2 separate regions of the Macaca mulatta genome follow, and region 2 is linked to region 1. Evidence: chromatin contacts called from public Micro-C data. All regions are on one chromosome and are shown on one strand. Each heading gives the region's core, a stretch centred on a gene start, on an enhancer-like site or on the middle of the called end of the contact. The rest is flanking DNA. Distances are from core to core; before and after follow the strand shown.

What was found. A called contact is a pair of places that touch in the nucleus more often than the background predicts.
Region 2: a contact with region 1 is called in a Micro-C map of CD4 T cells, with 9 times the contacts expected there. The contact joins the promoter of SNX22 here to the promoter of SNX1 in region 1. A contact is called at or near these places in 6 of 14 Hi-C or Micro-C datasets (CD4 T cells, blood, cortical neurons and 3 more).

What each region holds. Positions count from the first base shown.
Region 1 is chr7:41,440,375-41,445,512 of T2T-MMU8v2.0, forward strand. It overlaps SNX1 (sorting nexin 1), which reads left to right and starts at 1,932. Exons shown (of 15, transcript NM_001266850.1): 1 at 1,932-2,102. The coding sequence starts at 1,944.
Region 2 is chr7:41,494,044-41,499,467 of T2T-MMU8v2.0, forward strand. SNX22 (sorting nexin 22) reads left to right here and starts at 4,000. Exons shown (of 7, transcript NM_001257708.1): 1 at 4,000-4,107; 2 at 4,500-4,583; 3 at 4,933-5,037. The coding sequence starts at 4,033. It overlaps LOC144329920 (a long non-coding RNA gene), which reads left to right. Exons shown (of 3, transcript XR_013395660.1): 3 at 604-711.

The DNA of each region.
Region 1 (5,138 bases), core at 682-3,181:
CTCAGTATCCGTGATAAGTTAAAGATGAATCCCGAAGAGGTAGGGGAAAGGAGATCTTGAGTTCTAGTGTTGGAGGAGGTTTCCAGCACGGAGACTCTTTACAGTTATTTCTCCGCGGGAGCCGCTAACAGGCAAAATCTTTCTTACTTCCTGATCGGACAGGAAGTGGGTTTCAGTTGCTGTGAAAAGGGACGTCAGGGGAAGCCAGTAAGGTCGTCAGGCATGGCGTGGGGAAGGCTTTTTGGCTTTCTCGTCTCCTAAGGAACTCAGTCCAGCCCAGCACAGCTTCCCACCTTTGAACGAATATTTCTTCTAATGGCCTCCAAAGACAACTTAGAACAGGAGAACTTTTCCTGTGTCTAATGTGTACAGTGGTGACATAATGGAGATCGTCATCCTTAAAAGTGTATCTTGGCCCGGCCCGGTGGCTCACGCCTGTAATCCCAGCACTTTGGGAGGCCGAGGCGGGCGGATCACCTGAGGCCAGGAGTTCGAGACCAGCCTGGCCAACATGGGCAAACCCCGTCTCTACTAAGAAATACAAAAATTAGCCAGGCGTGGTGGCAGGGACCTTAATCCCAGCTACTTGGAAGGCAGAGGCAGGAGAATCGTTTGAACTCGGGAGGCGGAGGTTGCAGTGAGCAGAGATCGAGCCATTGCACTCAAGCCTGGGGGAGAAAAGCGAGACTTCTCTCGAAGAAAAAAAAAAAAAAAGTGTATCTTAAGCCCTCTGGTGTTCGTGAGTGTAATGGATACCAGTAACAAAATCGATTTTATTTTATCCATCCATCCCTCCGATTAAATTTATAGGTACTAATTTGCTATAGGTGATCCATAGGCATGGAAGATACAAAGATAAAACGCTGCCCCTGCCTTCAAACAGCTCACATGACCTGTGAGGGAGTCCATCCCTGAATTTGCAGTTACAACCAAACTAACTAAACTTCTAGTCAAAGATGGTGACAAATGTCATCTCTATTGAGAAGACAGGATTATCTTGCAGAATTGTCCCATGCTAACATGCCCATTTATCTTTAAACTCCAGTCCTGTTTGTCTCGTTAATGTAGGCTTTAGGATCACCAGACAATGAATTGCTTAGGTCCCAGGGAAATTTTGATCAGGGTTTAATAATTTCCCTGCTGTCTATGCCACTCCACTTACTCCACAGCAATTGAGAGGATAATCCTAACATTTTTCCAGCCAAATCTAGGACACTGAGGTCTAACTTCCTCTGTGAGGCCTCCCGACTTCTCCAAGTAGAATTGATAATCTCTTTCCCTGTGCTCCCACAGCACACCATAGCATTGAACATGTTGAACTGTCGATTAAATAAATACCTTCCTTATTTCTGTATCTGAAACTCATAGCAAGATGCCAGGCATACAGTAGATGCTCAATATCTGTATTTCTTAATGAATTAACTGAATGTTGCTCAAGGAATAAGTGGTGAAGCTTTCTTCCAGTCTTGTTCAGATACCTCAATCGAAATATTTATTTTTGGGGGCGAGGAATCTAAGGCCAATTCGTGCTGACTTCTGTGAGGGCATTGTGCTTGGCATGGGTAGATGGCATGTAGAGGTTTTCAAACATTTTAGTTACACTCCTTCATTCAGACGAACTCTTAGAAGCCTGTTGGATAAAGCTATCCAGAGCACAAAGGGCCCTAGGAACCAGAGCAGCCCCTAACTCCTACTTTTCTGCCCCTTGGGCCCCACTCATTAATATCTCAGCATCGCGATCCAGGCCTCGGATTTGCCGGGCAGCCTCAGCTGGCCGGGTGCCGCCCCGCCCCCGGCGCCTAGGCCCCGCCCCTGCGCCTCCGCCCCTTGGATCCCACGGGTCCCTTGCGGCCCTCCCACTCCTCGCACCGTTGGATCGCTTTGCTCACGGCGCTATCTCTCGATAAAGTTGTTGTTGCGGCTTCCGCCGCGGGTGGAGGAAGATGGCGTCGGGTGGTGGTGGCTGTAGCGCTTCGGAGAGACTCCCTCCGCCTTTCCCCGGCCTGGAGCCGGAGTCCGAGGGGGCGGCCGGGGGGTCAGAACCCGAGGCTGGGGACAGCGACACCGAGGGGGAGGACATTTTCACCGGCGCCGCGGTGGTCGTGAGTTCGCATCCCTCGGGGTAGCAGGCGGGAGGGCACCCCGAAAGGGAAGAGAGGCTAAGCGAGAATCGGGGAGGTTGGGCAGAGTGGGCCTGGTGAGACCTTGCCTCGGTGTCAGCAGTCCGGGCCCGGGGACCCTGGATGTGCTCAGAGCGGTAGGCTTGGCTTCCCGGCCCCCAGGCGGGAAGAGTAAAGAATAAGGGTTGTGGTGCCTTCCGCGGCTAGGTCCCCAACAGCGGAGAGCCGCCGACGCCGTCCTTTGACCCTGCAGTATGGTGACTCCACGGATCCACGGGGTTATTTTGCAGGTCGTGTCCTGCCAAGGCTGATTTAGTAGGACCGAATAAGCAAATGGGATGCAAACCTTTCCCCGGTCTTATTGCTTCTAAGATGAATAGCGTTGTGTGGAGTAGCCTGGGGTGGTGACCCGCCCACCAATTCTTTCTTTAGCGCAGCATTTACTGATAATAACCAAAGGCCCTTTCTGGATCTTAGTTTACAAAAGTTATGTTGATTCATCTGATCTTCAGGAAAATAAGGCTAGAGGCTGGTGGAGAGAAGGCACTGCCAGATAAATCACTACATAGATCAGAAAGCTTTCTCCTTTTTAAAGGGATGCGTTCAAGTGCCCAAGTACCTACCTCACTGGAAGCAAATCTGAAATGTGAGGAGGAAATGGTGTTTCCCGTAATGTTGCCGGTAGGAGGCCCTTGAGTGTAAGTTGTCGAGGTTCTTGGCATTTTGAACAAATAATTGGACAAAACGCACAAAATAACAGAGGAATGAAACACAAACGAAGCAGCGAAAGCAGGAATTTATTAAAGCAAGAAAGCACCCCACAGGGTGGGAGTGGCCCGGAGCAGGGGGCTCAAGAGCCCACTTACAAAGTTTTCTGGGTTTTGAGTGCTCCTTTTGTGGTTCCTATGGGTTACCCCTTAGCTGGATGAAGGATTTGGTCTGTGGCTAAAGGCCGAGGTGAATTGGCGTCCTGTACAGATGAACGATGGTCCCTGCTTGGCCTGTGGCCAGTCTAAGGCACTCTCCCTTTCCATCTGAGATGTGGAAGGGGAGGGTTGCAGGGATAGTAGCCTTTGATCCTTTGCCACTCCAGCGTGGGGAGATGGGGTTTTTCCTTTTGGTTTAGCTTTAGGAAGTTGGCCTTAATTGGCCCTAGGTTCCCTGCCCCTAGACCCAGGGGGTTCCTTTTGGGAATTCAGCTTTGGGAAGTCAGCACGAATTGGCCTTAGATTCCTTGCCCCCAGACCTTGGTGTTTTCTCTTTTAGAAAGTTAACATAAATTGACCTCAGATTCCCTGCCCCCAAACCTTGGTGTTTTTCCTTGATTCAGCATGAATTGCCCTTAAGTTCCCTGCCTGCTGACCCTATTCTTCTGCCTCAATAATAAATATCCGGGTCTCTAATAAGAGTTAGGTATTGGAAAAAACTAATCTTTGTGATGTGGAAATCAGTAATCAGTTATTGGAACCAGTGGAGATGTTTTGGACTGTTTGATGAGAATATTTACTCATACCACTTGGTATAGGTTGTTCCAGGCTGTAAAATTCATTGCTGGGTCTGTGAATTTATCTATTTGGATGCTTCTCTTCATAGTACTCAATGTGTAACCAACGAAATAAAACAGCTGTAAATTCGTTATGCAACATGTGGTCTGAAAAAGTTTGAGGCTTTCCTCATTTATGTCAGATTTTCCCTGTCCTGTATTCAGAAATTGAGTCTGTAATCTCAGCTCATAAGGTGCTTGATAATTCTAATATAACAACTAAAACTGTCAAATGAAGTCTGTTATTCTGAGAAATAATAAATCTTTGTGACTGTCATAAAACAGGAAAAACTTTTTGTTTGTTTTTAGAGACATAGTCTCCCTGTATTGCCCAGGCTTGTCTTGAACTTTTGGGCTCAATGGATCCTCCCTTCCTCCTAAGTAGCTGGGATTGCAGGTGAATTCCTGAGAAATAATTCTTGCTGCTAATTTAGTCTTTCTGTTTGTTATTTAAAATAAATATTTAGTCTGTTCCTTTAGTAATTCTCCTATAAGTCATGGAAGACAGCTACTGTTGGCAACTGCTGGAATGATGTACAGACTGAGAATATGAAAACAGAAACTCTGACACTGAAAGTGATTGGTCACGTAGGCAAATGTTGATTTATTTTCCAAAAAGGAACCTGGAAGGGTGAGGAGTTACTTTCTAGAGTTACCTAAAGCAGTGGCCAGGTGCCGTGGCTCACACCTGTAATCCCAGCACTTTGGGAGGCCGAAGCAGGAGGATCACTTGAGGCTAGGAGTTTGAGACCAGCCTGGCCAACATGGCAAAACCTCGTCTCTACTAAAAATACAGATATTATCCGAGCATGGTGGCACGTGCCTGTAATCCCAGCTAGGGAGGCTGAGGCACAAGAATCACTTGAACCCGGGAGGCAGAGGTTGCAGTGAGCTGAGATTGTGCCACTGTGCTCTAGCCCAGGTGACAGAGCAAGACTCTGTCTCAAAAAAAAAAAAAAAGAAATTTATAAAATAAATGTAAGAGGCTTCAGTTTGATTCATCTTACCATACTTTATGGAGTTATCAATACCTCTTTTTTGTAAGACTGTAAAAATCCTTTGCCTAATTTCCAGCCAAAAGGGGGGTGAGGAGGTCAGAATGACCTTGTTCTATCGCAGAAAGCATAATTATTTTTATTTAGGTATGACCCAGGAAAATTGAGTTGCTAAAGAAACTAAAATGCCACCTGTAAGCCATTTTTCAAGCTGCCCATCCTGATGTTAATCTTCAGGATGCCAAGACCCCAAGATAACTCACTAGTTTAACTGTCTTGTTAAACAACCATAAAGAACAAATTGTAATCCAATAAATACTTTAGTTGTGAACCAAAGAAGATAGAGGATTGTAGCACTTGTGGTATTTTAAAGAACAACATTGAAGAACAAAGTAAGAGTGTGGGCTTTGAAGTCTGTTTTAAATCTAGGCTCTACGGCAGGCTAGCTTATCCCTGCACATGGTACTTAATTACTCTCTA
Region 2 (5,424 bases), core at 2,750-5,249, 56 kb after region 1:
CAGCCTACCCATGTGCAGGAATGGGGCGAGTCGGGGGACATCTTCACTCCCCAGCCCTTCCTGCCCTCTGCTCAGGCCTTGGTTCTATTTCCAAGTGGTAAACTGCCAGCTCCATGCCTGCATAGAGGAGTGAGTGGATCCCGGCCCCCGGCGGGGCTGCTGCAGCCATCAGGAGACCGGTGCTTGCTTAGTGTGATCTCCAACCAGGAGCTTCAGCGCCACCAGGGAGCTTGTTGAAGATGACCGCTTCAGGCTCCACCCCAGCCCAGGAATTAGAAAATCCGGGGCCAGGGCACTCAAATCTGAGATGTCATAGCCCTACAGGTGGTGAAGATTGCTAAAGTCTGATAACTACTATAATCTAATATGGAAATACAATCCACGTGCTAGATCGTGGTGGAGAAAAGACAAAAGCTTGTATCGTAAAACAGCTCATTCTAAAAACAGAAGTTACTTTGAGGTCTGCACACACGTCACATAGAGTCTGGAATATGCTGTTCATATGATGAGCTGGCCAGCGCCGAAAGTGTACAGAAAGCAAACTTTCTTTGATTGTAATAACTGCTATGGTATTTACATCATGTCATGTGTTCCTCTTTATAGGAAAATATTTGGCCGGGCACGGTGGCTCACACCTATAATCCCAGCACTTTGGGAGGCCCAGGCAGGAGGATCAGTTGAGCCCAGGACTTGGAGACTAGCTTGGACAGCATTGTGAGACCCTGTCTCTACAAAACAAAACAAAACAAAACAAAAATTAGCCAGGCTTAATAGTGCATACCTGTAGTCCCAGCTACTCGGGAGGCTGAGCGCTTGAGCCTGGCATGTCAAGACTGTAGTGAGCCACGATTGTGCCACTGCACTCCAGCCTCAAAAAAAGAGTGAGACCTTGTCTCAATAAATGAATACATCATTGATTTTTAAAAATTGGAAAACATTCTCCAGACCTTGTTTTATCTCCCCAAAGACATCTGAAATGCCTCCGTGTCAAGGATCTTGTTTTTCTTCGTTTGTACCTGCACTCTTGTGCCGTGGAACACTGTGCAATTAGGAGCTGCAGGTTCACTGTCACATGTTTGACAAGTCAGCTGCATGGAATCTCTTTCCACAACTGGTGATGAAAATCCACTGATCTGAGGCTTCCTGGAACACCTGAAAATTAAGTGAATGGATAAAGTAGACAACGATCTGCCAAGGGAGAAGAGAGGAGAGGTGTGTTTAACTCTGGAGGTGGGAAAAAGATTCTTGTTGTCCCATCTTGCAGGCAGCCTTTAACCCTTCAGCAGCCCCTGCTCCTTCCCCTCCCTAGTTTTTTCTCAACATACCCCTACTGCCCATTCATTCATACAGTCTTTCAGTCACAAATACTCACATAGTCTTTCAACCCAAATGTTTTTGAGACACACAGTAACTAAACAGTAATTGCAGACTGTAATAAGTGCATAGAAAGGGTCATATGATAGGAGTCAAGAAGGAAGCCTTGGTCAGGTGCGGTGGCTCACGCCTGTTATCCCAACACTTCTGGAGGTCAAGGTGGGTGGATAGCTTTAGCCCAGGAGTTCGAGACCAGCCTGGCCAACATGGCCAAACTCCATCTCTACAAAAATTAGCTGGGTGTGGTGGTGCGCACCTGTAGTCCCAGTTAGGAGGCTGAGGTGGGAAAATCACCTAAGCTGCAGTGAGCCCCTTGATTGTATCACTGCACTCCAGCCTGGGCGACTGGAGTGAGGCCCTGTCTGAAAAAAAAAAAAAAAAGTCTTTTTGAGTTGAGTTTTAGGCTAAGAATTGGAGGATGAGTCCAATCCTTGAAGAGTCAAGGAAGAGTGTCCCCAGGTGGAGCAAACAGCCTAATGCAAAGGCCCTGAGGCAGGAAAGAGCTTGTCAGGTTGGAAGAGCCTGGTGCATGATGGGGAGAGGAGAGGAATGAGGTGGAAGATGGAGACTGGGCTGGGTGGTTTACAGCTTTGTGGATTGCATAGGGAGAGTGGGTTTTATTCTAAGTGCAGTGGGAAACATTGGAAGGTTTTAAGCACATGCCTTGATAACAGTTTGTGCTGTAGGGTAGAGAATGGACGTTCTATTGGGGATGAAGGCAGGAAAAAATGGAGACCCAGAGACAGAGGGGCAGACAGTCATTAGGATGGGGACCAAGAAATCTGAGGATCCCAGGAGAGGCCTCTCTGGACAGCGGCAGTTGGGGAGGCCCTGTAGGCCAGGGAAAGCTGGGTCCCTGAATGATGGGGCCCTAGGGAGGAAATGAAAGCATAGCACTTCTCCTCACTCTGGGCTGCTTTTCTTCTAGAGGACCCCACTAGAATCTGGGAAGTTTCAGCTTCCTGATTCTGTGGTCCTTGTGTGATGCAATTTGGAAAAAGAGAGTGTGGTACATGGTATTGGTGAGATCTGTTTGCCCCATTTTGGGGTCGTCATCTCAGCCCTTTTCTGGGGACAGGGCTGGGGATGGAGGTTTTTGCTCCAGCTCAGAGGCATCTCTGCAGGAGCAGGGGAGGGGTGAGTCCCCTCAACCCCAGCCCCGAAGACAGGCACTCTGCTTCCTCCTGCCCACCGCAAGACCTCCCACTACGTATGAGCTTTGGAAGGCAGGGCCTCCCCTCTTCGCATGTCACCGGGCCTTTGTAGGGGAAGTCAGTGGAGTAGAAGACCTGCCATGCTGCTGCTGATGATAACTCTCCGGACAGCTGGAGGGCGCAGGGCTGAGAGGTGGGAACAGAGGCCCTTTCCAGCACATGGCCTGAAAAGAGTTCTGGATCAAAATCCTGTCACATATCCAGGAAGAACCTGCCCAGAGGGGTGGACAAGAGCAACCCGGTGCCAACCCCCAGAGTCCTCTTCCCATCCACTGCCCTGTGCCCACTAATCCTAGTCATCCAGCACAAGCCCACAGTCAAGCTGCTACTCAATGCTTCTGTTAAGGGCCTAACACAAATCATCTCACTTTTTTTTAGACAGAGTCTTGCTGTCGCCCAGTCTGGAGTGCAATGGCTTGATCTCGTCTCACTGCAGCCTCTGCCTCTCAGGTTCAAGCGATTCTCCCGCCTCAGCCTCCTGAGTAGCTGGGATTACAGGCATGTGCCACCACACCCGGCTGATTTTTGTATTTTTAGTAGAGACACGGTTTCACCATGTTGGTCAGGCTGGTCTCGAACTCCTGACCTCAGGTGATCCGCCTGCCTTGGCCTCCCAAAGTGCTGGCATTACAGGCGTGAGCCACCGTGCCCCGCCAAATCATCTCACTTTATACACTCGCCTGAAGGAGTCACGTTATCCCTATTTTGCAGATGAGCAAAGGTCTACAGAGCTCCTGAAATCCAGGCTTTCTGACCCCCAAATCGGAGCTTAGGTCCCTAAACTGCCTCTTCCCCACAAACAGCCTGGAGACCCTTAGGGTTGGAAAATAGGAGTGAATGGATGGATGAAAACAATGAATGAATGTGTGTGTTGGGGGGCGTGGGGGTGTGCTGTGGATGCTGGAGAAGGGGGCATCAAAGCTGGATTGGGTTCAAGCCTTGCTCAGGTGTGGCCTCAGCCGGGGACTCCATATCACAATCCCAGGGAGCAGGCTTAAAGGAAGGAAAGGCTTGGGAAGGGACTGAGGAACACAATACAGGTCCCTGGTTGGCCCCAGGACCGGCGCTGAGGCCCGGGTCCCGCCTCCGGCCACGCCAGGAGCCACAGGCCGGTCCTTAGTTCATAGCAGGCGCTTAACTCAGGATGGGTGACATTTTTGCTCCCCAGTTCCTGGCATCAGTGAGGGCTCCGTCAATGTTTGACAAACGGGTGACTCCATTGCCCCGCGCTGCGGGCGCACTAGACCTCGGGGGCGGCGTCCGGGTCCCGCTTAATCTTCTAGGCTCAGGACCCGCCGCGCAAGGGAACGCCCGGGGCGGGGTCGCCTGGGGGCGGGGCCTGCGGGCCGAGGGGGCGGGGCCGGCCGCGCCGGGGTCCTCCGTCAGCTCCCGGAGAGTTAGGGCTCCGAGCCGAGCGCGCGGAGCGGCCGGGGCCGGGGCGCGGATGCTGGAAGTTCACATCCCGTCGGTGGGGCCTGAGGCCGAGGGGCCCAGGCAGAGCCCGGAGAAAGGCCACATGGTGAGCGCGGCCCCTGGATGGGGAGGGGCGCCGGTACCCGCAGGATTTGCCCGCGCTGCACTCAGTGGGGACCCGGAGCCCGGGCCCAGGTGAACAAACGCTGCGGGCTGGACCGTCGGGGGAAACCTTGTCGAGGGTTTGGGGGCCGCTTGGATTTGCCAGCCTCGCGGGCCGTGGTTCGAGCTCTTGAGGGACCCCAGGGCGCCGAGGGGAGGGTCCGCCAGCCCGTTCTTCCAGGTGTGCGGGAGCGAAGCGTCCCCGAGGAGCCGCGGTGCCGCAAGGCCGCTTTGTGCCTTTGAGCGCGGGAGGGTGGGCGCGTCGCCGGGCGCAGGTTCTGCTGTGTCCTCCCGCGGGGCCTCACGCGTACCCCCGCTGCCCGCCCGCGCCGCCAGGTGTTCCAAGTGGAGGTGCTGTGCAGCGGGCGCAGACACACGGTGCCGAGGCGCTACAGCGAGTTCCACGCGCTGCACAAGCGGGTGAGGCGACGCCGACCTCCCACCGGCCCCGGCCCCGGCCCCGGCCCCGGCCCCGGCCCCGGCCCAGCCTCCGTCCAGCCCCTGCCCAGGCCCTGTGAGGCCGGCGGGCGAGCTCCAGCCCCAGCCTCCGCCACCCCTATTACTGCCTCAGTCCCTGCGAGGCCGGTCAGCCCCCGGGCGTCTGTGGGTGGGTTGGAGCCTTCCTCGCCCTCCGCCTGTCCACCACTCACCAGGGTCTGTCCCAGGGTACAGTCCGAAGGCGGGGGCGCGGGAGGGTTTCCGGCTCGGGCGAAGAGGGCTTGAGGGCTCAGTCGGGATGCTGTGATTGCACGCGGTAAACCTCCAGTAGATCAAGAAGCTGTACAAAGTGCCCGACTTCCCCTCGAAACGCCTGCCCAACTGGAGGACCAGAGGGTTGGAACAGCGCCGGCAGGGCTTGGAGGCCTACATCCAGGTATGCGAGGGCACACTTGGTTGCCCCCCAGCCTGCTGTGCCAGGGGTGTGGCCCAGACAGAGAGGTGTGAGGGCATGGCAGGGAGTGAACCCACGACTTGGGGTTGTTATTCACCACCTCAAGCATCAATCTTCTGAAGAGTAATATAAGTCCAAACACCCACCTCTGGACTGTTGAAAGGACTGAATGAGGTAATGGACACAGGTAGTCCCAGCTCCATGAAAGCCAGGTCCTGTCCCCTCCAGAGTGAGGTCCTGTGCTGCCCTCCTGATGGGATGTAGGGTGAGGGTCCTTCCCCCAACAGCGAAGTTATGCCACATCATGGGGTACAACCTGTGCACACAGGGCCCAGCGCTCAGAAGGGCCCTGAGCCTGGTTCAATTGTC